2 separate regions of the Bombyx mori genome follow, and region 1 is linked to region 2. A link is a contact called in public Hi-C data. All regions are on one chromosome and are shown on one strand. The core of a region is the stretch at or near the end of the contact, and the rest is flanking DNA. Distances in the headings are between cores, read along the strand shown.

Region 1 (2,948 bases), core at 48-2,547, 74 kb after region 2:
TATAACTATAAATTACTCAGTTGCGTTATGGCTATCGAATTAAATTACACTTATCACTCGTGCGGGCTCCTTATTTGCATATATATTTTTTTTAACGGCACGCTCAGACAGCGAAAGTATACATGATCGATGGTTTGAACACTGAAGATATTACTTTATATACCCATACCTAAGCGGAATTAATGGAGTCCGGCCGACATCTTGTCTTTTTAAAAAATAAATATAAAATAAATCGTTCTTGAATATGATCAATAGTGTACAACAAGTGCACACTCAGTAATAACCCTTGATTACATTAAATTATTATTGTATATCTTACAAGCGGCCCGCTCCGGCTCCGCTTGGGTCTTTAACAAATTTTTCAACGATATTTGACGTTGTTTTATTTTTTTAAATAAAATAACACTTATTGCGGAATAACTATAATATGTAGTTACACATATGCTGTCGCGACACGTTTTCTAAATAGGGATACTAATATTTTTTTTAAAAAGATTATAGTCTTAATTACCTTAGGACCTCTTGTGAGTCCGAACGGGTAGGTACCACCGCCCCGCCTATTTCTGCCGTGAAGCAGTAATGCGTTTCGGTTTGAAGGGTGGGGCAGCCGTTGTGACTATACTGAGACCTTAGAACTATATCTCAAGGTGTGTGGCGCATTTACGTTGTAGATGTCTATGGGCTCCAGTAACCACTTAACATCAGGTGGGCTGTGAGCTCGTCCACACAGCTAAGCAATAAAAAAAATAAAATAAAAAAAAAAGTCTATGTCACTCAGGAATAATGTAGCTTCCAAACAGTCAAAGAATTGTTCAAATCGGTTCAGTAGTTTCGGAGCCTATTCAATACAAACAAACAAACAAATCTTTCCTCTTTATAATATTAAGTATGGATAGTGTTGATTAGTTGATTACGTGAAAACTATGAATTAAAACGAAGACGTGTCTTATCAGTTTAACATGCGTTTATTGATTGAGTACCTATTTTGTATGTATGTAACTCAAGTTTTGAACGTCATTTTCACAGACTTCAAGAAGTTTAATTTACTTGAAAATTTGCAGACACTTCAAGGACCGATGCCAATACAATAATTTTATAACTTCGTTCTGATATCTTGATCTGGAATAAGAGGAGAAAAAAAATTTAATTAACTGTTAGCTGTTTAATTAATTTTCAAGTTATATAAGTGTATTTTAATTTAAAATCTAAATGATCTCAAAAACAAGAAGCATGCGTAGTTTAAGAGATAAAACGAAGTATCCATAGTGATAATTGCGTACAATTCGTAAGGTCACATGCTGTTCCAAAACAATTGAGATAAATCTCAAAGTCGTTCGCGTTGTTATTTAAATGGACTTCAATCAACTATTAGCACAAACAAAAACCAACGAAGATAAGATTGAAACACGGGAGCCTAATTTAATTCCCTAATTATATGAAACTAGAGGTTCCGCAGTAGTCGAAATTCGACTATAATTAATTGGAATTGTAAGTTTGTACACTATTATGATTGTATTTTATACTTCTATAACCACAAATTTCGCCAGACTACAGTATAAAAAATATTATCAAAGACAAAAAATATTTAATCTATTCTCAATTTGACAACAGATATCAAGAACAAGTCTGACAATAAATAGTATGCATGCGTGTGTGCGTCAAATACATGGTATGTAGTGTGTGTAATATTTTCTTTATTGATTTAATGTTTCTTTCATGCATTATTTTAAAAAATTATTAGTATTGTGCACTTCTTCTCTATATTTTCTATAAGTGTGGAAAATTTCATACTCCTCCGTCCGCGCAATTTTCGTAAAAAGGGATACAAAGTTTTTTGCTTGTTTAATACGTGAATTAATATATAATAGATAAATGAATTATAAACTGTAGTATCAATTATTAGCCTGACAATAAATTGAATAACGCTAACTGTACTAAATCATCTCGTATTATCGAAGCCGCTGTGCAAATAAGCAATTTGCAGATGTGTAGTTGGCTTGTAGTCTTGGTTCAAGCGAGTAGCGATAAGTGTCCTATTAAAAATTATTACTTACCAAGTTAAACTTGTTTTCTTGTCTGTTCGAATTTAATTTTTGTACCACACACAAAATTACACCAACACCAAAACCAACTAAAATTTTTAACTGGTGGTAGGAGGACCTCTTGTGAGTCCGCGCGGGTGGGTACCACCGCCCCGCCTATTTTTGTCATGAAGCAGTAATGCGTTTCGGTTTGAAGGGTGGGCCAGCCGTTGTAACTATACTTGAGACCTTGGAACTTATATCTCAAGGTGGGTGGCGCATTTACGTCGTAGATGTCTATGGGCTCCAGTAACCACTTAACACCAGGTGGGCTGTGAGCTCGTCCACCCATCTAAGCAATAAAAAAAAAACGACGTCAATGTTAGAAGTACTATATCCGTTATTTACAATAACGTAATTTGTAAACTTTTTTTGAGTTTCACTTTGTAAGATCGATTGATTGGATTTCACGATTTCTTTCAAGAATTGTATGGTACTTGTGAAAACAAAGACTTAACGCACTAAGAATGGTGTATCTTGCTGGAAATAAATTATTTTGGATGGTGTTTCTGCAATTTTTCTGTATGACAGAGAGTTCTGTGCAAATTGCAAATTGATGTGTAGTTAAACTTTTGGTACTATTTTTATTTTGGTGGCGGCATTCTCGCACAGACACAGCCCACTGAGTTTCTCGCCGGATCTTCTCAGTGGGTCGCGATTCCGATCCGGTGGTAGATTCTGCGAAGCACTGTTCTTGCTAGGGTTAGTGCAATTTTTCTGAGGTTGAGCCCCTGAGCTCACCTACCTACCCGTCCGCACGTAGCTGGTATAGCTCCTTAGGCTACTAGTGAATATGTAGCTAGCTACCACCCCAAGTTACCAGAGATTTTCACTAAACAAAATGATATACAAGATAATCAAATCCAA
Region 2 (2,889 bases), core at 159-2,658:
AAGTTTTAACTGAAAAGCTATGGATAGTTGCATGCTACGCAACTAAAGGAAAGCAATTAAAAATAAAATCTGAATGTATAGGCTACTTTTCTTAAATAGCCTGTCGAAATAATAATCGAAGTCGAAAATAAACAAAAAGAAATAAATTTCATTGCTTTGTTGGTACCTACCTCGTACCTACGTTTTGATAACAAACTGGTCAAACTTATTAAAAAAATGACAAATTCAAAATAAGCATGCGTGATTAACTAAAAAGTCAAAACGATTCACTAGATGGCATTAGTTGTTTGGATATCTAATTATGAATGAAGCTGCTGATGTTCAAATAAATACGTTTTCTTTAAAAAAATCTTACACGTATGTACTAGTTAATGCTTATTTCAAGCGAATTGTTTTATGTGAGAATTAAAACCTGTAAATGTATTCTTGTAACTTGTAATTTCTAAATGAATTCTTATTTATTTTGAGAACTTAATATGATCTGAATCATTTCTAATTTCAGGGACTTGAAATGGGATGAATGCATTGCACTACTTTGGTCAATGGTCGCCACTAGAGGTGTAATCTTGTAGTACGTCCGTAGTAGCTACGCCGTAGTCCTACGTGTCCGTTGTGTATCGATTAGTTACCCGTAAATTCTCGACGGAACCCGACGTCTTCCGAACTCTGCCGATGTTACCCGACAGCTACGTCCACACATTGCGGAAGTAATGAAATGTACAAAAAGATATGAAGCGGAAAAATTGTCGCTGTCTTTTTCTTCACGTCGCATCTTATCCCGTTCCTAAAAAGGATTCTTTTGTCGATTTTCCCTTTCAGCGCATTTACCGAAAGCGATGACGAATGAATAGGTACATTAAATTGTAAAAGCTAAAATTGTAACGTTTTGATATTAATTTATATTTCACATATATAAATAAATGCGCATTTAACAATTTAATCTTAAATATATATAATCTAAGCGATGACTAGAACTTTTGGGTTAATTATATAGGTAAGTACGGATAAAAAGAAACGCATGTACATGTTTATGCGTAGATTGAAAAATTGAATTTAAAATACAAAATTTTACTGATAATCTTGTTATTTTTTTATAAAGAGCCAGTGTGAAAGCACCGTGAAGGATCAAAATAGCTATCAAAACTGATCGTCAGCTTTGATAGCTATTTCAGTAACGCCAGACAACAAGAAATAGCGTGAAACGTGTACTCAACAACTTTAATGGTTTTGTTTATAATGGCTGCGTACCTATTGGGCGACACCAGCAGGGTGTAAGTGACTACGACTAGGGTGGCGCACCCTTGAATACGTACCGCGTTATTTATGGTATATTTTGACGTACAGACTCACTGCTAACTTCACGTAGCTGGGCATACAGGGTGATGGATGGATAGTGTTATCGGTGTTTTTCGCCGTAGTCCGTGCTTAGACCGTACTTTTTATTACTGTGCTTTACGGAAATCCCCTAATACGTCAGAGTTGTTCATGGAAATCACGTTATTTCAATGAAATTAGTGGCTGACGCCCGGTGTTTCTTCATATTTCGTTTCATATTTATGTGTAAAGCGAACTATATACAGCCCTTTTCTTATATTTTGCGAAACAAATGCAATTCTTGTGATGTGATTTCTTTAACTAGGAGTACTTCGAGCCCCTATACTGATTTAAAATACAAGGTAAGTTATAATTAATATCTTTTAAACTATTATAAATGTATTTGTGTGATAATATATTTTCGTAAAGGTTTAAAAGTCGCTGTTGACAAAAAGCTAAACTATTACTTTAAGTTTCGTTCAATTTATGTACCCATGTTTACAATTTGTGTTTACATTTGTACCAATTGCTAATTAGGTTTTATTGGCCCTGTGTAGTAAACATTCAATTTATTTAAAACAGTGACATCTACCGGTTGACACTTAAATCTTTTATTAGTTCAGAGCTATGCCACAGTCAGCGCCAAAGTGTCAGACGCCGACACGCCTGCAGTCACGCGGCGTTGACGCGCGTCGCAACTTGTTTGCGTGGGTGTAGATCGTTTCGTGATAAAACATTTCATGTTTTCTTTCTTATCAACTAAACAGAGCAGTGCTACACGTTTGTATCTATGAAGGTTGCATTATTATGCTATCGTAAAAAGTTCGATAAGTGTTCCTTGTGTCATAAATGAAAAGTGCAAGTTCACGAGTGTGTTTTGTTGTTGCTGACTTTGGAGACAGGATTTCGTCCGTGCCGTGAAGGTCTAGGGCCGGCATGAGGAAAATAAACGGTGAGAATTCAAACATAAGAAGCTTTTCTGCATGATTGTAACCTACTAACACAAGATAACAAAATGTCATCAAGAGGTGGCCAAAGATAAGAAAAAGGGAACACGTGAAGTATGGACTCGAGAAAAACCGCAAATGATAATACTGCATGTTTGGAACGTAAAAATTTTTGGAAGCTTGCTTGTTGTTTCCGACATTAATTTCTTAACTCACTTCAGTTTCTTTTAAGAGCTTGAGAGTTCAAAAAAAGTTGAAACCGCCAACACGTTCCAACGAATTCCTACTGGACTTTTTAATTTGACTTGTTACATCACAGTCGGTGGCAGTCGGTTCGAAAAAAGTCGTGACTAGCAAGCGACACGAACTAACAAAAGACACGGCACCCCAGTAAAAAGTTATTAAGTAACTATCTCAGAATAGCATTGCCCAAGAAGAGGAGCGCCCGAAAAATCATTAACCGTAGCAGATCCCATACAAATGGTCCATAAACGTAATCCGACAATGTTTGATGAGCCGCCGGCTGTTAGGTCGTTCGATTGCGATACCGACACTCCGCTGGGCCTAGACAAAAGGTTGCGTGCGCCGTTTCGTCTCAGATCTAGACAGGACGCATAATTAAATGTAA

What was found. Hi-C and Micro-C count contacts between places; a contact is called where the count stands out from the background.
Region 1: a contact with region 2 is called in a Hi-C map of whole pupa, with 1.8 times the contacts expected there. The contact joins the enhancer-like site here to the promoter of LOC101736209 in region 2. A contact is called at or near these places in 2 of 7 Hi-C or Micro-C datasets (middle silk gland and whole pupa).

What each region holds. Positions count from the first base shown.
Region 1 is chr17:12,126,099-12,129,046 of ASM3026992v2, forward strand. All of the region lies in intron 1 of LOC101736209 (caskin-2), which reads left to right. It overlaps LOC134200392 (a long non-coding RNA gene), which reads right to left. Exons shown (of 2, transcript XR_009975287.1): 2 at 943-1,119. Among protein-coding and RNA genes, the nearest start is that of LOC134200392, 5.2 kb to the right of the region's middle. Within about 2 kb of position 1,298, at least 1 of the 8 cell types and tissues checked has open chromatin away from gene starts, as enhancers often do.
Region 2 is chr17:12,052,161-12,055,049 of ASM3026992v2, forward strand. LOC101736209 (caskin-2) reads left to right here and starts at 1,409. Exons shown (of 10, transcript XM_012695782.4): 1 at 1,409-1,676.